Regions from separate parts of the Mus musculus genome. Here all the other regions are linked to region 2. Evidence: chromatin contacts called from public HiChIP or PLAC-seq, Micro-C and promoter capture Hi-C data. All regions are on one chromosome and are shown on one strand. The core of a region is the stretch at or near the end of the contact, and the rest is flanking DNA. Distances in the headings are between cores, read along the strand shown. Region 1 holds the start of Myo1b (myosin IB). Region 2 holds the start of Gls (glutaminase). Region 3 holds the start of Mfsd6 (major facilitator superfamily domain containing 6). Region 4 has its middle 25 kb from the start of Nemp2. Region 5 has its middle 18 kb from the start of Gm28178. Region 6 overlaps Gm553 (a long non-coding RNA gene).

Region 1 (3,313 bases), core at 227-2,726, 320 kb before region 2:
CAGGCAGTATCTCTGAGTTTCAGGTCAACCAGGGAATAAACCATGTCTCAAAAAGTTTTTTGGTTTTTGGTTTGGTTTTGGTTGTTTGTTTGTTTGTTTGTTTGTTTTCTTCTTAGACAGGGTTTCTCTGTATAGCCCTGGCTGTCCTGGAACTCACTTTGTAGACCAGGCTGGCCTTGAGCTCAGAAATCCGCCTGCCTCTGCCTCCCAAGTGCTGGGATTAAAGGCGTGCACCACCACGCCCGCTTTGGGGTTTAGTTTGTTAGCCTATCCGAGCCACAATAAAATCCACAGATACACATGCACACATATATCCTGATTCATTGTGAAAAATATTTCAAAACAAAACAAACAAAACAAAAGAAGCCCTCTTCGTCCGTTATAAATAACAAGATCTGCCTTCAGCAAACTCCCATAGCCAGAGCCTAGAACTTCAAGAAAGAACAGAACTTGCTGCACCAATTAGTGCTAGGCCGTAGTATGAACAAAGCACCGCAAATAAACTCCACAGGCCTTTAGACAGAAGGTTGTGTTTGTAATTAACTCCAACGCACTCTCATTACCCCCTCCCCAGAGCTCCACCCAGCCCAGCGCCCTGCAGGGCTCCCGTTCCCAGTCTGGTTTCCATTCGAGCCCCGCCCCCTTCCCCTTGCCTCTCTGGGACTGTGAATCAATCCCATCCCGGGCAGGAAACGGGACCCGGGGCAGCCCCCTCCGCTGTGGCGGAACAAAGGAGCGGAGCGCAGCTGCACTCGCAGGGCGATCCATCGGGTCCGGTCGCCCCTCCGGGTGCGCCGCGGCCGGGGCACACCGCACCTGAACCCCACTCCCCAGGACGCCCCATTGTTCCACCTCCGCCTCCACCTCCGCTTCTCCTTCCCACAGGAAGCCATAAGCTTGTCCTTCCATAGAACCTGGGGCCGGGAAACTCCAGTGGGCCAGAGGGATGGAGGGGGATGCGAGTGGGCCCGCGGGAAGCAGGGTTCCCCAGTGCCCGTAGGTAGGAAGCCAATAACACAAAGTGAGAGAACAACTTAGTTTGTAAGCCCCTTCCCTCTCCTGCCGCCCCCGAAGCCACACGGGGCCGCGATCACCCTCGACGACCTCGAGCGCGCGTGGGTTCACGGTGGAGTGCCTCCGCGCCCCACAGGAGCGCCCCGGGAGCTGATGACCCGGGATTGCAGGCTGCGGCTGAGCCTGGGGCCGCGCGCACAAAGGCACGGGCGGGAAGGGAGCCGGCACGGGGGAGTGCAGCGTACCTCGCCCGGCAACCGCTCGGCCACTCCGTCTCCGCGTGCTGCTCGCTGGCCGCCGCCTGGGGAACGCGGGTCAGATCCGATGCGGGGCTTGTGCCACAGTTGCTGCCGGGGATCCCGCGCCGCTCAGCCGACCGTGCGTTCAGTGCACCCACACCGCGTCCGCCGGCTGGGCTCCGAGTGCGCTGGCTAGAGGCGCGGCGGCGGCGCGGCCACTCCCCTCTCCCGGCGGGGGCGGCGACCTCACCGCCCGGACGCGCCCCTCGCTCCCTGGCCGCGGTTCACCCAGGCGCGCAGGCCGCACAGCGCCCCCCGGTGAGCACCCGGCGGGCGGGGACACCCAGGAAAGCGCACTGGCCCTTCACCTTGGCCACTGCATGATCCGCGAACTGCAGACCAGAGATGCAGAGCCGAACAGCTGCAAGAGCCTGGGCGCGAACCTCAGCAGAGAGAATATTCTTCTCCACATTGCCTACCCTCCTAGGTCCAAGTTTGGGTGCCCAAAAATATCACAAAATGACAATTTAATGGAAGAGAAAATGGCCTGCCATGTGAGGCTTTTATTGTCTCTGTCACTGACATACATATTGAATATACCATTAGGTACTGAGCAATGACTGGCAATCACTTGGCCATGGTAGAGGGTCTGAAGACTCAGGACTCCCAGCTTCTCACTCCAGGTGTCTTCACCACGCTGGGATTCGGGACAAGCCACATGACCCTGGGTCTGGCTTGTTCCTGGAAGAGGTAAGGGTGTTCATCAAACTTACTCATGGGGTGAGGTGAGGATTACATGGCTGGGGTGTTAAAAGCGCGGCAGACACAGTAATTATTACTCATGAATCTGACGACTTTATCCTATAATGAAATAAATTGCCATAAATGGGGCCAGGTTTAAGTGCACTGACCTATATCTGGATACTGTCACTGAAAGGAGGCGAACCAAAGATTTCCAACCTTATATAGTCACTCTGTCCCTCCAGCACAGGCCCCAGGACTTCTCAGAGGCTACCAAGACCCTCCTCTACAAACTGACCTGCTGGGAATTCTAGCATCATTGACGGAACCAGCATCAGTTAGGTCTTCAGTCGGCATGGTAATGGTTTAAGCTAACATATTTTGAGTAGTGGATACAATTTTATTTAATCTTCACAAAAACCTGTGAGGTAAGTTACTTTTCAATTTTTGTTTTTGAGGCCAGGACAAACAAAGTCTGAGAGCTTTTTTTTCTTCCTTCCAGCTTATATACAACTATGGAGAACCTCCACAAATTCTTTGGTACACCTCTCATTGAGGAGTGCCATTTGATTGCCCTCCTCTTGAATACAGGCTGGACTGAATTCTAACAAATGGGATACAGTTGGTGGTATGACCAACCCAGCTCTCTCTCTCTCTCTCTCTCTCTCTCTCTCTCTCTCTCTCTTTCTCTCTCTCTCTCTCTCTCTCTCTCTCACTGTGAGGGAGCACACAGAAGCCAGGTATAGCCATATATTCCAGACTAAGAGTGCCCGCATCTGCTCACTGTCCCAGCCATGTGGCTGTGTGAGCCTTAAAGTTGACTTAGTCACAGTCACCTTATACTACATGAAGTAAGACCTAGAGTGAAACCCCAGCTAACTCAAGTCAGTCTCCAGAAACATGAAGTGAAGGAGGGTTTGTCATTGGTGACTTGGCCTAGTGGTAGCATAAATGATTGCCTCCACCACAGCTGACCAAACAAGCTACCCTAGACCTTGATAACTTAGTACAGTAAAGACACCGCTCTCAGCTTCCAGAGAAACAAAATATAGACCTACTACATGGCAACATGTTTTAATATGTGCCAGATCTTTGGTTCCATCTGCTTATAGCAACTGGGCAGCAACAGGACCTCTGAACCCTCCTGGCCAATCTATCTTCTTCAAAATACAATGACAGGTTCATAAACTATAAGTCAGTGGCTTGCAGAGTAGGGACAGGAAACTTTTGAGTCAGGAGTCTGTGTATCATAGACTGGCTTCAAACTTACTGTAGCCTATGATGATTGAACACATCTCCTTTGCCTGTGCTCACCTCGA
Region 2 (3,369 bases), core at 609-3,108:
AGTCATCTAATCCAACACATGTAATAATGTGCCCATGATCATCAAGGTAGTTTGTGGTACAAAGCTACTATCACAGAATACCATCATTAAGTGCCTTTTTCCTTATTAAGGGTTTTTGTTGTTGTTTCATTTTGTTTTAAATAACATTTTCACTCTGGGAAAATAACCAGGAATGTTTTAGGAAGGTACCCACATCAATTACAGGAAACATTAAGCAGGCCTGAGATTGAAGTCATAAAATTCACACTTTCAGTTTGACTTAAGCTACTGTGCAGAGCTGGAAGAGAAGTAAAATGCAAAACAGGATACACCATATCAGTATAAAGTCAGAAAAATAGGATACAGAAAAAGCCTAAAAGTCAGTGTTTACCTAGTTGGGGAAACTATATTACACAAAAGCATTCAGCAAAGAAAACTCAATTTTGCTCTTAGGCTAAATTCCCACCCTATATACACAATGAGTCAACATCCTATCACAATCAAGTCCCTAAAACTACTTAGATTTTGTGTATTTTATGTCACCTTATTTTTGTGCTTTTAAAACAATTTTATCCTTTAAAAATCTGTCCACCGCACAGAAGACATCAGACAAGCCATCACTGGTCCCGATAGGAACAGGTGGTCCATGCTGCGTTCCTCGTCCTCTAGGCCACATGTCCCTATTCCGCCTAATCTCATTTCTGAAGCATTATTTCCGGTGGCCCAGATGGCTCTACGCACGCCAAAACGATCCACCTCAGGAGGATTAAGAACCCAAGGCCACATCTGGCATCCAGTGGGATGGTGGTGGAGGCTTACAGAATGGGGGAACTGCGGCCTGGCAAAAAGGTGAATCGGGAAGGTAGAAGCTCCGCTCTACGCCCGACTCCTCAATGTCACTCGGGAGAGATGGAGGTTCGCGTGGCATCACCCTCGCAGAGCCGGGGCGCTGAGCACGCGGCGCGGCCGGACAGCAGCCTCTGCCCGGCAGGGGCTTCAGCAGGCAAGACCCTCCCGGCGCTCACCCGTCACCCCGGGGCGACTCGCGCCGGCCACGGAGGGGAAGTGGGAGCAGGCGAGGGGCGCGGGCGGGGCCGGGCCTAATCACATGGCACAGCCGTCGCAGGCCGCCTGGCATCGCTTTCTTTCTCTTCCGCGAACCTCCGTTGCTAAGCCGCACCGCCACCGCCCACCGCCCAGGGCCCGACCCCTCCCCTCAGCCTCACCCACGCAACTCACTTGTCGCCCGCGGCCACCATCTCCTTGCCCTCGCTGTTGCCGAACGCGTCGGTCTCCCCCGGGCTGTCCTTGGGGCCCGGGGCTGCGGGTGGCGACGCCCCTGGCTGCTGCTGCTGCTGCTGCTGCTGCTGTGGCGGCGTACCCCCCTTCCCCAGCTCCTGTAGGATCTCCGAGGGCGAACTGGACAGGCCGCCCGCGCCGGGGCCCTTCGCGCGGCCGCCCCCGCCCCACCACGGGTGGAGTCGCGCAGCGGCCACCAGGCCAGCGGTCGGCCGGCTCCCGCCCCGGGGGCGCCGGCACAGCGTGCCGAGGGGCTGCGCGCGCCGCAGGACGGCTCCGACGGCGGCGGGCGGCCTTAAGAGCAGCTCCCGTAGCATCGCCGAGCCTCGCAGCCGCATCATACCGCCGGCGCCCGCTCGTCAGATGAGGATGCTTGGGGCGTGGGCGGCCGCTCTGCTCCCGGAACCGTGTCCCGCACGGCGGGGAGAGGACTGGAAAGAGAAAAAGTCCGGGACGGGGTGTGGCCCCAGCTCCGCCGCTCCCGCCGCCAACGCCGCCGCCCTCGCCGCCGCCGCCGCCCAGCCTGCAGCCAGCCGAAGTTGCTCTGGCCGCCGCGAGCTCCGCACTGAGACTGACGCTCAAGGGAGGGCTGGAGACATACCAGGCTCACCAACCGGGGGCGGGAGGACGCTGACGGCCTGCCCCCTGCAAGCTCTTCCATTGGCTCAGCCTGCCGACCTCTCTTCTGATTGGCTAGAGAATCGGTCAAATTTGTCTCCGCGCCCGTACGCAGTCCCGCTGGGTCCTGGAGGGCGGGGAGAAGGACGACTGACGTGTGTCAGCCCCGCCGACCGCTCTTCCCCCTTGCCTCGGGCCACCTGAGGCCAAGCTGGGCGAGGACCCGTAGCTCCGGAGTCTGGCCATTCACCAGGCAGGTGCGCTCCAGGGAAGCACGTCCTCCAGCTATTGAGGAAGCTGGAGTGCGCCTGTTCAGGCCGCCCAAGGCTGGAGGGAGGCTGGCGGTGGCAGATCGTCTGGTCCAAACCTACTGCTCGCCCCCTCGGTTAGGGGAATGTGTCCGCCCCTCTGAAGGCATCGGTTCTGCCAAGGCCGCCCTGACTAGCTTCATCCCTCTCCCAAATGTGCTTAAAACTTTCCATGGTTGGCTACTGCCCAGAAGCGAAATGTTTTGGAAAAAATGAGCAAAATCCTTTCAGCTATGCAACTTAAGACATTTAGAACGTTTGAGCGTAGGAACAACGAAGAATAGAGAAAAAGCCAGAGTAAGGGTGGATCTCTTCTATCTTCTACAAGATTTCTCCAAATCTTTTGAACGGCGATTATTTCATTAGTACCAGTTGACTTGAAAGCAAAATACTGCAGATCCTTTTTCTATTTTAAAAGCCATTTTAAAATAGAAGCATCTGAATACCATGTCTCAAAACTGTTTCAGCACAGCATCACCTCATCCATGTATCCTTTTAGATGTGTGTGCATCATATGTTTCCTGAGTCTGCACACATATACCACTCAGGACTAAAACCGCTTTTTAAACCATTTCCTGAAACAGATAGGCTTAAATGCATAGATTCACCAAAGTTAGCAGGATATGTAATTCACCAGATTTAGTAATCCAATCAATCTGTACATGTTGAACGAGATTAGTAACCAAAGAATCTGACTGTGCCTACAGGCTTGTCATGCTCAAGTTTTTGTTTTGTTTTCAACCTGCTCTTTAGATAAAAATAAAAAGTGTGAAGGAAATGACCTTGTGGGGGGAAAAAAAGCCAGAATTTTATATTACTTGGGTGGCTTTTATTATTGCTTAAGGTTAGTTTGTCAAAAATATTAATATTAGTGAATCAAAGTTATATATTTAGGAAAAACAATACATTCTAGGGGAGAGATAGCAAATGTTACCCTTAATAATATCTAACTTTGTCTTTCTAACTTATGGGTTGCTTTCAAACCTTAGTGTTGTTCAGTTTCTTACAAACTAGTTATCTGTTTTTACTGCCTCTTTTCTCTTTTTTCTCAACCCCATCCAGACTACTCACCAATCCAGTCAACGTTTTCATGCCAGTTCTTCCTAGTTTCTTCCATTGCTCAATGAAATGACTTCTGATGATTAAAGGTTTAAACACTTTCTAG
Region 3 (3,619 bases), core at 718-3,217, 490 kb after region 2:
GAAGTTTTATATATATATATACATATATATGTGTGTGTGTGTATTTTAACATATATATTATTTATATATAGACACACATGTACTATATATTATAATAGATATAAATATGTGCATATATGTATATGTGTGTATTATGTATATGTATGTATATATGTTGCATAGAATTGGTGATGACTCAATACCCAGACCACCAGACATGTACTGTTTTGTTTCTGTTTTAGTCTACCTTCTTGTTTTATATTTACCTTGATAGATAGCCTGGAAAACTGTAAAATATTTAATAGTTTTAATTCATTTTTTTAAAATTAGACCCCTTTTTCTTTCCAGATGTGTCTTGCATTGTAGTAACAATGTTTCAACCTTTTCCTAAGCAATTTTTTTTAATATTGTGAATTTTTACTCACAACCTGTGAAAAACGCCCAATCACCCTTACTCATCACCAATCAAATGAAAAAATCTTCCACATATGCTAATGACAAGTATTGGGTGTCAGAGCCAAGCTTCCCAATGCAAAGGATTTTATCCTCCTCCTTTTCTTCATAAGGGCATCAATAATGCATACACTTTTAGCTGGCTAGGGCCTGGTCTCAAGGAAGCAATGCTCTGTGCAGAACATGGACCTACCCAATGTTCTCTTTTACAGTGCTGCTGGTAGCACATAAACTGTATGCTGCCTACTTTCAACTACACCTAATATCACACACAATATCACACACAACTACACACAACATCGTGAACCTCCAGCAAGGTTAAAGGAGATTTGACTGGATTACTATCATCTTGTATCCATCTTTTTTCTCTGTGTGAGAAAACTGCAGCCTGGGATGATGTAACAACAACCAAAGGACACAAAACTACTTAGACACTGGTTGGGAGTTGAAACTTCAACTCCACAAGGTTATTTCTACGATGGATTGGCAGGTATTATATGTCCCAGTGGGTGTAGGCATGCTTATTAATTTTTTTTTTTTTTGATGAAAGGGAATGTTTGTGGTTTCGCAGGCGTGTGGGAGAATCAAAACGCACAGTGTGCCAGACTTAAGGGTGGTAATCCACGGGCAAGACCACGTGGGGAGGGGCAAAGGGAGGAGGAGGGGCTACATCTGAATCTTTCCTCTACCTGGTAGTCTCTGTGAAGCGAGGGACCCAAGCCTGAGTTGAAGCTCAGTGCTCAGCGCGCACGCACACCGTAGGACATTTCTCCTAAGGAGGTAGCAGCCCGGGAAGAGGTGTACCGCCCCCTGTATTTGTTTCCACGGGGGAGGCAGACAATGTCAGTTTCCTCCTGCTACACAGGGGGACACTGTCAAGGGCCATGAAGACAAGCTCGCCTCCCCCTCTCTCCCGGGGATGTTTACCTCCAAGGCGACGCCGGGACCGGACTCTGACAGGCTTGGGCCCGCGGGGCCCACCCGCGCCCCCCACCTTCTGCAGCAGCTGCGGGCGGGCGGCGGCCAAGGGCTCCCGGGCAGCGCCTTTGTTTTCCCGACTCCAATTACGTTTGCGGAAGTGCTGCGGGCGCGGGGGACGCCGCTGTCCTGCACCCCGAGATGACAGGCGGCACCCGGGAGGGCGGGATAGGCTCGGAGGCCCCGGGCCGGGGCGGCGCCCACCCCGCAGCAGGTGCACGGAGGAGGATCCGGGGCCCCGGGGCGGCGCCGACCCACTCACCTGGAGGCGCTCAGCTGCGCGAGGCGCGGGGAGCCCTGTCCCCGGGGTGCGGGGCGGCCGCTCGGGGCGCCGGGGCGGCGGCGGGCAGGCCAGAGCGCCGCATGTCGGTTGGGTGGCTAGCTCCTCTCCCGGGGGTGCGGCGGGCGCGACGGCTGGATGCAAGCCGGGTGGGGCGAGCGATGGCGCTGGCCCGGCGCAGTCCGGCGCAACCCCTCTGTCCGCTCCTCCTCGCCGCTTTGGTCCCAGGCCTGGCCTCGCTGCCGCCGCCTTCGCTCCCGACCGGCTGGACCCGTTTCAGGGCTGAGCTGGAGAACCGGGCGCCAGGTGCAGCGCTCCGCCTCCTGCGGCGGCGGATGCGTCCGCCGCCTCCTCTCGGCCTCCCGCCCTCTGGGGCCGCCCGGGGGACCCGGTATCCAGCCCCGGCTGCCGTGACATATTCTAAAGAGTGAAGAGGTGGGCGATGCCCCATCCCCGTTCCGCCACACCCCATTGCGCTCGGGCTGAGCGGTGTTTTACTCCCTAATCTCTGATGGGGTGTTGGAAAGAACTTGAAGCCCAAAGTAAATAACAACCTGGTCTAGGGGTGGTGACAGCCATCAGTTTTCCAGAACTTAATAGGTGCCACCCTCAAAGCTAACTCTGCTGATGAGATGCATGCTGTCTGGTTCTAGGCACAACCTTGGTAAACTGTCCTCGGGTGACCCCGCAGACAACAGCTAGGAGAAAGACAGTGCTCGCTCCAGGAGCTTCTGGAACCCAGACAGCATCTGAACATGGCACCTTAATGAAGAAGTGACCTGAGCACAGGTGTTACTCTAAGAATTAAGCTGTATCATTTGTTAAATTCAGATAGCAAGTAGATTGTATACAGGTTTGGTTTGACAAGGGTATGTGCGTGCCTGTGATGGGGAGCAGAGAATCCAGAGCCAGCAATAATGACAGCTAACATTTAGGAACATTCGTTTCTTACATGGGAAGCATTGTTTACATACCATTGAATCCTATAGATGTAAGCAATGTTAATCTATTGTTACAGCTACAAAACGAGACTGAAAGTTAACTAGGTTCAAAATTACAAACAAGTAGAAGAAAATCCAGGCTCTGCATCATAAGACATTACTAAAGAGCACTTTATAGGCCCTGACGCTTCAAATTGTGAAGCCCTTCTTTATGAAAAAGTATAAATATACAGTTGCTGGATGCTCAGCCCCCGTTTCCAGGGACAGTTTCTGCAGTCAATACGCCTTATTACAGACCACTTGAAATGTTGAGACGTGGAAGTTAAACAAAGACGGTATCTGCTAGCGTTTCAGAGGAAAATTATAAAGGTGATTTGTACAAAGGATGACATATCTGCTCTGGTGTGACCTGGAGACAGCTGGATCCCTCATTGTGTGGAAATGAAAAGCTCTTCAAGTTCCCAGTTGGGCTATCATGAAAGACAACATTCTCCTGATCTGTCCAGCCAGTACGGAAGTGAAAAAGAAAGCAAGCATTCTCCTGATCTGTCCATGCATTAAGGAAATGAGAGAGAGAGAGACAGAGAGAGAGAGAGAGAGAGAGAGAGAGAGAGAGAGAGAGAGAGAGAGAGAGAGAACAAAGTGCCTGAAGATCCTACTGTATCAAGTGTGAGAGGAGAGGTTTTGTAGGAAAAAGGACCTGGGAAGAGGGGCTAATGTTTGACCTACAGAAAGCAAACTGGCTTTGTAAGAGCAGGGATTCCCCACCCCCACCCCACAACCATAATGCTTTTAACTTATCAGTTTTTACAGTATCTCCTGGGTCTTATTTAAATTTCTTATAATTTTAAAAATAATATAAAAATCTCTTTAAAACATAAATATGCGTGAAGCAAACATGATCTGTCACTCAACACCATTGTCACATACACTTTTTTTACCCTTCTGTAGGGTCCAGTCTGTGTGATATGGGAAATTAGCCTCCAGA
Region 4 (3,682 bases), core at 374-2,873, 420 kb after region 2:
AGTTATCAAAAAAGATAAGGAAGGACACTTTATACTGGTCAAATGAAAAATCAACCAAGAAGAACTCTCAATTCTGAATATCTATGGTCCAAATGCAAGGGCACCCACATTCATAAAAGAAACTTTACTAAAGCTCAAAGCACACATTGTACCCCATACAATAATAGTGGGAGACTTCAACACCCCACTTTCAGGAATAGACAGATCAGGGAAACAGAAACTAAACAGAGACACTAACAGAACTTATTAACCAAACGGATCTAACAATATCTATAGAACATTTCATCCTAAAGCAAAAGAATATACCTTCTTCTCAGCACCTCATGGTACCTTCTCCAAAACTGACCATATAATCAGTCACAAAACAGGCCTCAACAGATACAAGAAGATTGAAATTATTCCATGCACACTATCAGATCACCACAGACTAAGGCTGGTCTTAAATATCAATAAAAACAACAGAAAGCACACATACACGTGGAAGCTGAACAATGCTCTACACAATGATAACTCAGTCAAGGAAGAAAAAAAGAAAAAAAATGAAACGCTTTTTAGAATTTAATGAAAATGAAGACACATCATACCAAAATTTATGGGACACAAGGAAAGCAGTTGTAAGAGGAAAACTCATAGCTCTAAGTTCTCCCAAAAGAAATTGGAGAGAGCTTACAGGAGCTTGACAGCACACCTGAAAGCTCTAGAACAAAAAGAAGCAAATACACCCTAGAGGAGTAGATGGCAGGAAATAATCAAACTCAGGGCTGAAATCAACCAAGTAGAAACAAAACCAACTCTACAGAGAATCAAAATCAGAAGCTGTTTTTTTGAGAAAAATCAACAAGGTAGATAAACCCTTAGCCAGACTAACCAGAGGGCACAAAGACAGTATCTAAATTAATAAAATCAGAAATGAAATACAACAAAATATATCTTAAAATGATTCTGTTTGTTGAATATTAACAGTTGAAAATACTAAAATCATGTTCTACAAACAATAAAGCCAACCAACCAAACAAAAAAAGATAGAAATCCTCAGAGACACAGTAGGTACATATCCACTGTAAGAGTCACAAGCAGCCCATAGCACTCATACTGGGACAACAAAAGTAGCCTACAATCTTGTCAGGACGTTTTATTGGTAAGGCTATTGCTTGGGATGCTGATTTAAGGTTTTAGAGAATGTCTAGAAATCAAGAATAGAAACAAACACACATAGGTTTCAGGCACACAGAACTCATGGCTTGGCTATTTATGTCTTGTACCACCGTGGACGCTTTCCCTCCCACTAGGATGGGAAGGTGGTAGGCAGGGCTCTGGTGTTAGCAAGAGTTGAGTCTGTGTCCTGGCTCTGACCATGATCCCATAACTTAGGCCCTATTCGCTTAAGAATCCTCATATTTTCAATGGGGAAGGTTATGTATACCAGGTAGGGCTTTTGAAAAACAAATGACCTAACCATGGATGAACTTCCCCTTTTGCAGCTGCTCTACTTAACTGATATGCCGAGAGGCATATTGCTTAGGAGTCCCATGAGCAAGCTGCAAATCCCCGGGAGTGCTAGCCACCTGCCTGCTTTCTGCCACTGCAACTTCCTGCCACTGCAACTTCCTGCCACTGCAACTTCCTGCCACTGCAACTTCCTGCCACTGCAAGCTCACTAGGACGATAAAGTAGCACTGTCCTATGACTCTGGCTCTTGAGCTGTGCTGGCCTTTGGCATGTACTATTACTCTGCTTTAAGAATAGTCTAGTTACAGAGACAAAATTTGGAGCTGTGACAAAAAAGATGGACCATCTAGTGATTGCCATATGCAGGGATCCATCCCATAATCAGCTTCCAAACGCTGACACCATTGCACACACTAGCAAAATTTTGCTAAAAGGACCCAGATATAGCTCTCTCTTGTGAGACTATGCCGGGGCCTAGCAAATACAGAAGTGGATGATCACAGTCAGCTAATGGATGGATCACAGGGCTCCCAATGGAGGAGCTAGAGAAAGTACCCAAGGAGCTAAAGGGAACTGCAACCCTATAGGTGGAACAACAATATGAACTAACCAGTACCCTGGAGCTCTTGTCTTTAGCTGCATATGTATCAAAAGATGGCCTAGTCAGCCATCACTGCAAAGAGAGGCCCATTGGACTTGCAAACTTTATATGCCCCAGTACAGGGGAACGCCAGGGCCAAAAAGGGGGAGTGGGTGGGTAAGGGGTTGGGGGGGTGGGTATGGGGGACCTTTGGGATAGCATTGAAAATGTAAACAAGGAAAATACCTAATTAAAAAAAAAGAATAGTCTAGTTAATAGCATCGAGCCAAGTTGGGTTCACACAGAACTCTAGGGTAGCATAACTTCCTGCAGGCAGAGAGGAGCAGGACAAATCACTATGGTAGTGATTCCTAGCCTCAGCTTTGACATCCCTGAGTATTTCTAAGGATCTCAAGAGAGGTTATAAAATTCTCAAATCAAGTTTAATTGGAATTCACTTTAATATTTTTCAAGTGACATATGGCACTGTAAGAACAGGAAGAAAAAGTCACAAAGTCCACAAACTCGTGAAGGTGTCAGCTCAAAAGGCTAGAAATTACTGCACTGTTGGATCGACGCTCACAGTAAACATTTTGTAACGAAGGCATATTGAATTTGGTGTCATTCATTACAGAGCAGAGGATGTTCTCTTGTTTGGTCACGTGTTTTTCATTTACGAAATATTTAAAAATGGTATTTACCTTTTATTTCAATACACCCACTGTGCATTTCCCAAACCAGCAGCTTTTCAAAGAAATCAACCAGAATTGTAAACACAAGATACAACGCTCTGATTCCCTACAGTCACTTTCACAATCCACATACTGTACATTCATAGGTGGGGCTCAGCCTGTCTCCCACTTCATTTCTGTAATTGCACGAGCATAATAAATACATCTGATTTTAAAGGTCACTTAAAATGAGCCTTGGGGGTTGACAGTGCAGTACCATTCAAGTGCAAAAGTAACCATCAGCTTAATTGTTCCCATCATTCCAAGCTGTGTTTTGTAGTGAAGCTAGGCATCCAGGTGTAGAATGTTTCCTCCCGAGGCAGGGGCAGGCAGAACGGTCACACAGAGGCCTTCACTGTACAGCTGATCCTGTCTCCTATGTTAGAGGCTAGGGTGAGCTTCCATTTCGAACCATTCTGGTGTCCATCCACAATATGACTGACCCCCATTCAACCACAGCAGCATCCCCCTTCCATATAGGCAGGCATCCCTTGGCTTCTTACAGCCTCTGCTTTCCTTCTAGGAGCAAGCTCTACATGCAGTCACCCAAGACACCCTCTATCTGGGGTGGTACCTGGTGTAGTTTGTAGCTCAAACCCAAAAGTTTTCAGTGTATGACTATGGTTTGGGGGAGAAGAATATTCTAAGATTCTTGTCTTAAGTCTTTAGAAAGTCATTCTTATTCCCAGAATTCCCATTCCTGGTTCCCTACTTACTCCTTCACAAACAAAACAGACCTACTATGTAAGTTTTAAACATCATGTCCCTCCCCCAGGCACTTAAATCTTATCCTGCTGTTTGTAAATAGTACTCTTTAGCTTAACACTTAGGAATCTGGTGAGTTGTCTTTTTTTTTTTTAATTCCATTAGCTAATTAGAACCCAAGTCTAATTAAAATCCAGCATCAGAGGCTGCTATAGAA
Region 5 (3,666 bases), core at 369-2,868, 360 kb after region 2:
CCTAGCCAGAAGACAGACATTCTTATGTTCACTCTGCCATATTTTGTTGGAAGTTAGCTTCTTGGAACCTGGTGGTAGTCATACCAGCACAGTGGCTAAGAAGTGAGACACTTGCTTTTTGCTTTTGCATCTTTTTATATGGGGACTTGTGGTGAAGAGCTTTGCTTTCTATAACGATACAAAGTTAAACATACAAAGAAGTGCTTAAAAAGTTCCAAGGAGCCAAGAAGACTTTCAAGTTTAAGGATAATACAGAGAAATGCTAAAGTGCACAGAAGCAGATCAAATTGTAGAAATTCAAGCAAAGAATGTGAGACAGGTGGACAGAGATGATTAAAACTGGCCCCACCACTGAGGGCTGAGAGGTCTGGCCCAGATAGAAATCCTTTTCCCAGTTCCCTGTCCAGCATATTGTAGATCTAACATTCTCAATTGTTAGAGATAGAAGAAGAGCAGAAATGGCCGCTGCTTCTCCCAGAAGAATTCACATCAATTATGAATGATAAAGCAAAGCAGCAAACACAAAGCAACCCACCACTCCTTAAAATCCAGATTTGGCTTGCATCTCTTCTTAAAGAGGAGGTGAGTTACAATAGAATTGCTTCTGCTCACATCTGTGACATAGAATAGTATCAAGCCCCGGAAAAAATAAAAAGAGTTGCCATGGGGCCTGGGGAGATGGCTCAGAGGATAAAGCTCTGGTCACAAGTGTAAGGACCCAAGTTCAGACCTCCGCACCCACACAGAGCTGATGGCAGTCATGGGGAGCCATCAGGATGTCCAGCCCTGTCCCATGCTGCTGTGAACAGGAGACCCTACCTAAAACAAGGTGGAAGGGAAGGGGACACACTTAAGGTTGTCCTCTGACCTCTGCACATGCGCTGTGGCATCAGTGTAGCAAGACACACAGATATCACACAAATGCACAGCAAAAGAAAGAAACCGTTGCTATGAACCCTTGTACGAGCCGTGAGAACACAAAGGCAGCAGAGACTGGCCTCCCTGCCTTCCCCCAGCCCACGCTCAGCAGATCTCTGGGCGTTGGCAGGGCCTCATGAGTGGGCTGGTCCTCCTTTTTGGTGTTGGCTCTGGACTGCACTGGTCTAATTCACTGCCAATTAATCTTGTCAGGCAGCCTGCTGATGCCAGCTGTAGCTCAAACACCCTCACGGCGAATACCCAGCCCAGTGAGCCTTTGTGTAGCCATCGCTGAAAATGTGAGTAAAAAGTTTTAATTTGGACAAACCCTAGGGCATCTGTTCTTCCTGAAAAAAGAAAAAAGAAAAAAAAAAAAGGTGCAACACTCGGTGTATACATTTTTTTTTTTTTGGTGGAGTTTTTTAAAAATAGAATAATCCAGTTTTGAACACGAGGGAGTTTTGAAAAACCAATTTAAGCATAAATAAGTTCATCAGCTACTCATTGTGCTGTGTAAAGCTTGTGAATTAAAAGAAACATAATGGTCATTAGGAAAAGCATGCCTCCCCCTCCCCCCCATTAGTAGTGTGCGTTGTTTGCTGAGCAGTGGGAGTGTGAATATTTGTACCTGTGTGAAGGAGAGGAGCGCGTAGGTTTGTGGGAAGTGGGTGCGGGTCACCGAGTCAGCGGGCGTGGGCGGAGGCTGGGCGCTGAGTCAGAGGGAGGAGGAGGGCAGGTATGTGTGGGCGGCTGGAGACAGCAGCCACAGCTTTGCATGCGAATGTCTCAAGGAAACAGTCCAAGCATTTTTAAAAAGCCTTAGAAAACTGGGAGTCAAAACTGAAGCAGAGTCCAGCTGACCAGGCTGCTTTACCGATGGATGATCTAAAGTTTTAAAATTATTACTTAAGTTATTTCTGGTCTGTGGCTATTTCTTTTTTTCCGCCTGATAATTGGTGTTGAACATTCCCATGTCTTTTGCAGGGCACTTTTTCTGCCTGTCCTCTCTTGTAAAAGTGACCTCAGAGTTGCCTTTGTGCACAAGTAGGACCCGGGCAGAGCCAGGGATGAGTGGAAGATGAGCTTAGAGTTTCCATCCAAAATAATCCTTAATGCCCTAAAGAGATAGTGTCACTGTTCTAACCTTATATGGGATTTTAAAATCTACTGCATTCAAGCCTGAAATGGCATGGTAACATGAGGCAGACAGGGAGCCATGGTTCATGGAGATAAACTGCCACATGCTGCCTACTGATTTAGGCATGGAGAGAGAACGTAGAAGGACTTGGCTATGGAGTGGGAGTCTGTACAATTAATCAAAAGCAAACGTGGGTGGGACATGGCGCTACCCAGCTGTGATCCCAGCACTGGGAAAGCAGAGGCAGGGGGATCAGGTTAAAGACTGTCTCAGTTTATAGGAAGTTTGAGGCTAACCTGGGGTACGGAAGACCCCATCTTACCACAACCAACAACAACCAAGTTCAGAAAGGGATAAATGCAAGGGTATTGGTCTTTGCCAACAGCGCCCTGCTGAGGTAGGAAGAGTATGGGAACTTCGGGGGCAGAAGTTGAGTAACTGAACGAATGGAGACATGAGGTGCTTGTGTGCCTGATTACAGAACAGAAAGCCCCGCACTGGCACTACTGTTCTTATCTGTGGACAGGTGGGAAGGTGTGGGGGGCACTGAGGCCCTTGTGGAACCGTTGTGAGTTTCCTGGTTGGCAGGGAGCCTGGCCAGTGCAGAGCCTGGCTGAGGATGCCCGCTACCATTTCTGCTGACCTGTCCACAGTCCCTTTGAGCTACTTCAGATGAGCTTGCTGACTGCCAAGTGTCTGAAGGGAGAAAAGAAACTATGGGTCGTCTCTTCATTAGCCAATTCTAAGATTTCTTGTCTTTTTTTGCTCCTTTTTACCTTTAAAATGCAATTTTTAATGTAAGTGTTTTCTATGTATTGAGGACACCAATTAAATGATAAAGTGGAATGGTGGTGCAATACACGGTAAAATCAAAACAATGATCTTCTGATTTAAGACCAAACAAAGTTTTAAATAAGGCAGGGAGGTGGCTTAATTGGTAAAGGATCCGAGTGCAGCTTTCTGGAATCTATGAAAAATACAAGGGCTGTGCTGGTTTGCTTCTAACAGCATTGGAGAGGTAGAGACTAGAAATCCTTGACCAAGAATCCAAGAATGCTTGGCTGAGCAATAAGCTTCAGGTTCAGTGAAAAACCATAACTAAGACATTATTTAATCCAGTGTACAGTTTTTAAGAAGGAGACATTAATGGTTAGAGGAATAGTTCCTTGAAGTTTAAATAACTCTGAGTCTATTATTAGAGTATATTTTCAAAGAAATAGAATACCTAACAAGTAAAAACAAAACTTGTGGTGGTTTGAATGACCACCCCTCCCCCAAGTTTGTGTGTTTGGAATATGTTAAGGGGTGTGGCCTTAGTGGAGCTGCATCACTAGGGATAGATGGGCTTTGCGATTTCAGAAGATGCATGCCATTCTCCATGTGCTCCCTGCCTCCTGCCTGAGGGGTGTGAGCTCCTAGCTGATGCTCCAATGTAGTCCACTGTCATGGACTACAGCCCTTTGAAACTGTAAGCTCAGTTTGATTCTTTCTTGGGTAAGTTGTCTTGGCCGTGGTTTTATCACAGCAACGCCACAGAAAAGAATGCACGAAGGTTGTAGTCAACCCAAGAACAGGGTGGTGGTAAGATGCACTTAACCATTCAAAGCACT
Region 6 (3,306 bases), core at 709-3,208, 290 kb after region 2:
TCTCACTTGAGGTATCTTATGAATGTTGTATATATAAGCTATGTTAGTTCTAAATTCCATTTTCTCCATTTGTATTTCTCTTATTTTAGGAGAATTAAAATCTTTAAATTCAACACACACATTAGAAATACCCGTGGGGTACATTTTCAATAAAATAAATGTTTGGAAAGAATTTAAGATCTGGCTAGCTGGTAGAGATCGAAAGGGATATGGTTCATATGGGGAAGAGAGACATCTAATTATATGGGTAATGTATCATTTCTTAGTGTGGATGGTGAGCTCATGGGCATTCATTTTATTATTTTTGTAAGTTTTTTGTATTAATTCCTTTTGTCAAATTGCAAGTGAAGTTTGAGATGATGCAGTACTTAGGCCTTTGCATATACTAGGCTCTTGATTACAAGTAGCCGATAAGCTTTAAGGCATATATTTTTGTGATTTTTTTTGTTACATATTCAACATAAGTAATAAAATACCCTTATATGAAGATTTCAGTACATCAATCTTAGACAACCACTTCTAACTGTTGTCTGGTGTTGTCTAAATTAAGGTTTGTTTCCCGGACAAATGAACTTTGCTGTACTGTCAACACAGACAGTGTGGTCGAACATTCAACACGATCCCACGTATCCTGTGAGCGCCATTCCCACAGTGGAGTGGAGTTAGGCTGTGTGCTGGCCCGCTGTTTTCCAATCTGTCATCTGGTTGGATCTGTATCTTGGAAGATACTGCCTTCCTCCTCTAGAAAGACGGCTCTCATCCAACATCTTCAAAAGAATTCACACTCATCATGTGATAAAAATTCTTGAGATTTTGTAACTGATGGTCATGGTTGGCCTCTTGAATTCTAAACAAATAAAATCTGCAAAGTGACACTCTTGTTTCTTAATTCAGCAGTTTAAATGGAGAGCAGCACTAAAAGTAGCCCCATGCTTTGACCCCAAGAGACACTGATTTGTCTAGGTTTCCCACCAAATCAGTGGGCAGAGCCTATTTTCAATGGCTTAGGAACCATGTAAGAGAACATTAGAATCTCCCTCTCTCTCTCTCCCTCTCCCTCCCCCCCCCCCCCTCTCTCTCTCTCTCTCTCTCTCTCTCTCTCTCTCTCTCTCTCTCTCTCTCTCTCTCGCAGGGATTAAGGGCAGGTGCCACCACTGTGTCTCTTCAGGCAGCAGCAGCAGAGTCGGGCACAGCTCAGAGTATACTATACCATTCTGGAACAGACTAGACCCCCAGTCACATCTGTCTCTCTCCTGTAGTTCAGATTCTTGATATTTAGAAGAAATTCAAATTCAGGGTTGTGGTTGTACTGCGTGGTCAGACAGCTGAAGGTGATGTTGTCCATGACTAATGTTCCCTCAGGTCAGAGAAGCGATGGAAGGAGAGCAGCGGCAAACCTGGCTCTTCCCTGGCATTGTTCTCTGTAAAGCTATTTGCCTTTTTCCTCTTAATTGCTGTCAATTTCTAGTGGCCTGTGTTCCCTGTCAGGGCATCCAGCCCCAAACATTATACTCAGCCCAGATGTGTGACCGTACTATCCCCCACCCTGGTGGGTGCTCATAGTTTCTGTTGAGAGGGCTGGACAGAGCGCATTATTCTTTGTGTGACAACAGGAAGGCCACTCCAGGTTTGGGAAACTGCAGCCCCTGGTAGTTGCAGTCACAGCAGGCTCTGTGTCCTCTGGGTCTCAGGTTCACTTCCTAGAAGCCAGGATGCTGCTCTCTGGTCTCTTTTTCAAGAAGCCCTCAAGATTCTAACCCCCAGGGTCCTCTCCTCTGAGATAGTCTGGGGAATCAAAAACCCAGAAATCCTCGGAAATGGGGTGGAGCAAGGGATCCTCCAGGCCAGAGTCACTTGGCCTCTAGGCACGCTTTGGTGCTATGGCTGACATCCAGAGGCCAGTAGCAGGGTAGCTGGCAGCCAGGGCCTGGGCTAGTCAGGTACAGAAGGACCAGGGAAGTGAAACAGCAGGGTGTGAGGGCGGGACTGGCCAGGTTCCCACAGTCTGCTGAGCTCTCATTAGCCTGGCACAGAGATTGAAAAATGTACGTCTCCATCTATTTCTGGCACTTAAATGTGTGAAGGAAACACGTTGCTTTATTATTTTATTTTTGTAAAGTTGAAGACAGAGGCAGACGCCCCTAGAGAGAGAGAGAGTGTGTGTGTATGTGTGTGTGTGTGTGTGTGTGTGTGCGTGTGTGCTCTAAAAAGCGCCTACTCTGCCTGCACATCTTTGGAAGGAAAAAATATCAAGGACAAATAGGCCACCCCTCTAAATCTGCAGGAAGAACATTGGCAAGGAAAGGAATTGTCAGCAACTGGTTACTAAAGGAGATGTGGGGGGAAATCAGGAAAGATGGCCAGAAATGTAATCTAAGTAAAAGATAAAATAAAATAAAATTTAAGAAAAAAAAATCACGTCTTGGTATAATGTGGATATTAGTATTTGTTATATGCAAAATAACAATAGATAGAAATAGCCTTTAAACTTCAGTTAAGAAACACATGAGTGGCAGCTCTTCCTTTTGGATCCACCACCTGGGTCTGTCTCTTTTCGAATGCAGGTGGAGCCGCCGCCATAATGCACATTTTTGTGAAGACCCTTACGCTCCGCTCGCCTTGTGGCCAAAGCCTCAGACACTATAGAACGTGTAAGGCTAAGATCCAGGATAAGGAGAGAATCCCTCTTGACCAACCGAGGCTGAAGTTTGCTGGTAAGCAGCTGGAAGATGGCTGTGGTTTGTCTGACTACAACATTCAATAGGATTCCATCCTGTGTCTTGTGTTGAGACTTCAAGGTGATGCTAAGAAAAGGAAGAAGTCTTACACCACTCCCAAAAAAGAATAAGCATAAGAGGAAGGAGGTTAAGTTGGTTGTGCTGAAATACTATAAGGTGGATGAAAATGGCAAAATTAGCCGACTTCGTCGAGAGTGTCCTTCTGATGAGTGTGGTGCTGGAGTTTTCATGGGAAGCCACTTTAACAGACATTTCTGTGGCAAGTGTTGTCTGACTTACTGCTTCAACAAACCAGAGGACAAATAGTTGTGTATGCATTAATAAAAAGGAGGAACTAGGAGGAACTGAAAACAAAACAAAGCAAAACAAAAAACACATGGGTATTCTAGAAGTTCTCTGATCAGATGTATTTGGATATCTTAGTTTAATAGTTGTCTGTGAGTGCCCAACGAGAGCAAGTTAAATATTGAAGAAACCAGAAAAACAAAAGGACATTACCAACACAGCAACTTGATTCCTGAGTGGGGTTCGTATGATAAATTTAACTTCAGCTATAGAACCAGACCAA

What was found. Promoter capture Hi-C pulls out the DNA fragments that hold promoters and counts their contacts. A called contact is a pair of places that touch in the nucleus more often than the background predicts. HiChIP or PLAC-seq counts read pairs in DNA pulled down with a chosen protein or histone mark.
Region 1: a Micro-C map of embryonic stem cells shows a contact between it and region 2, with 8 times the contacts expected there. The contact joins the promoter of Myo1b here to the promoter of Gls in region 2. A contact is called at or near these places in 3 of 39 promoter capture datasets (liver and pre-B cells), 3 of 484 Hi-C or Micro-C datasets (the HPC-7 cell line and embryonic stem cells), 2 of 115 datasets of contacts at active chromatin or transcription factors (astrocytes and pancreatic cancer cells) and 1 of 9 other capture datasets (adipose tissue).
Region 3: a contact with region 2 is called in a promoter capture Hi-C map of hematopoietic stem and progenitor cells. The contact joins the promoter of Mfsd6 here to the promoter of Gls in region 2. A contact is called at or near these places in 13 of 39 promoter capture datasets (the 3T3-L1 cell line, 3T3-L1-derived adipocytes, the C10 cell line and 8 more), 2 of 484 Hi-C or Micro-C datasets (cortical neurons and spermatogonial stem cells), 7 of 115 datasets of contacts at active chromatin or transcription factors (the SCID.adh cell line, astrocytes, effector CD8 T cells and 4 more) and 1 of 9 other capture datasets (pancreatic islet).
Region 4: an H3K4me3 HiChIP or PLAC-seq map of pro-B cells shows a contact between it and region 2, with 5 times the contacts expected there. The contact joins the enhancer-like site here to the promoter of Gls in region 2. A contact is called at or near these places in 2 of 39 promoter capture datasets (hippocampal neurons and pre-B cells), 1 of 484 Hi-C or Micro-C datasets (myocytes) and 9 of 115 datasets of contacts at active chromatin or transcription factors (the 230-238 cell line, the SCID.adh cell line, astrocytes and 6 more).
Region 5: an HNF4G HiChIP or PLAC-seq map of pancreatic cancer cells shows a contact between it and region 2. The contact joins the enhancer-like site here to the promoter of Gls in region 2. A contact is called at or near these places in 1 of 484 Hi-C or Micro-C datasets (embryonic stem cells) and 3 of 115 datasets of contacts at active chromatin or transcription factors (memory CD8 T cells, pancreatic cancer cells and pro-B cells).
Region 6: a promoter capture Hi-C map of hippocampal neurons shows a contact between it and region 2, with 2.1 times the contacts expected there. The contact joins the enhancer-like site here to the promoter of Gls in region 2. A contact is called at or near these places in 1 of 39 promoter capture datasets (hippocampal neurons) and 4 of 115 datasets of contacts at active chromatin or transcription factors (the 230-238 cell line, forebrain, memory CD8 T cells and 1 more).

Annotation. Positions count from the first base shown.
Region 1 is chr1:51,914,502-51,917,814 of GRCm38.p6, forward strand. Myo1b (myosin IB) reads right to left here and starts at 1,477. Exons shown (of 31, transcript NM_001161817.2): 1 at 1,260-1,477. It overlaps Gm33795 (a long non-coding RNA gene), which reads left to right and starts at 1,661. Exons shown (of 3, transcript XR_001778914.2): 1 at 1,661-2,003; 2 at 2,240-2,422; 3 at 2,497-3,313.
Region 2 is chr1:52,231,374-52,234,742 of GRCm38.p6, forward strand. It overlaps Gls (glutaminase), which reads right to left and starts at 1,859. Exons shown (of 18, transcript NM_001081081.2): 1 at 1,219-1,859. The coding sequence starts at 1,619.
Region 3 is chr1:52,725,351-52,728,969 of GRCm38.p6, forward strand. It overlaps Mfsd6 (major facilitator superfamily domain containing 6), which reads right to left and starts at 1,968. Exons shown (of 6, transcript NM_178081.4): 1 at 1,673-1,968.
Region 4 is chr1:52,653,833-52,657,514 of GRCm38.p6, forward strand. It overlaps a transcript of Mfsd6 not described here. Among named protein-coding and RNA genes, the nearest start is that of Nemp2, 25 kb to the left of the region's middle. Within about 2 kb of position 1,624, at least 81 of the 459 cell types and tissues checked have an H3K27ac peak or open chromatin away from gene starts, as enhancers often do. A contact at or near this core is called in the 230-238 cell line, the SCID.adh cell line, bone marrow-derived macrophages and 3 more, where this site is marked.
Region 5 is chr1:52,596,388-52,600,053 of GRCm38.p6, forward strand. It overlaps a transcript of Nemp2 not described here. Among named protein-coding and RNA genes, the nearest start is that of Gm28178, 18 kb to the left of the region's middle. Within about 2 kb of position 1,619, at least 161 of the 459 cell types and tissues checked have an H3K27ac peak or open chromatin away from gene starts, as enhancers often do. A contact at or near this core is called in embryonic stem cells, memory CD8 T cells and pancreatic cancer cells, where this site is marked.
Region 6 is chr1:52,519,658-52,522,963 of GRCm38.p6, forward strand. It overlaps Gm553 (a long non-coding RNA gene), which reads left to right. Exons shown (of 6, transcript XR_373402.2): 6 at 551-1,046. It also overlaps the pseudogene Rps27a-ps1. Among named protein-coding and RNA genes, the nearest start is that of Gm553, 17 kb to the left of the region's middle. Within about 2 kb of position 1,959, at least 37 of the 459 cell types and tissues checked have an H3K27ac peak or open chromatin away from gene starts, as enhancers often do. A contact at or near this core is called in the 230-238 cell line and hippocampal neurons, where this site is marked.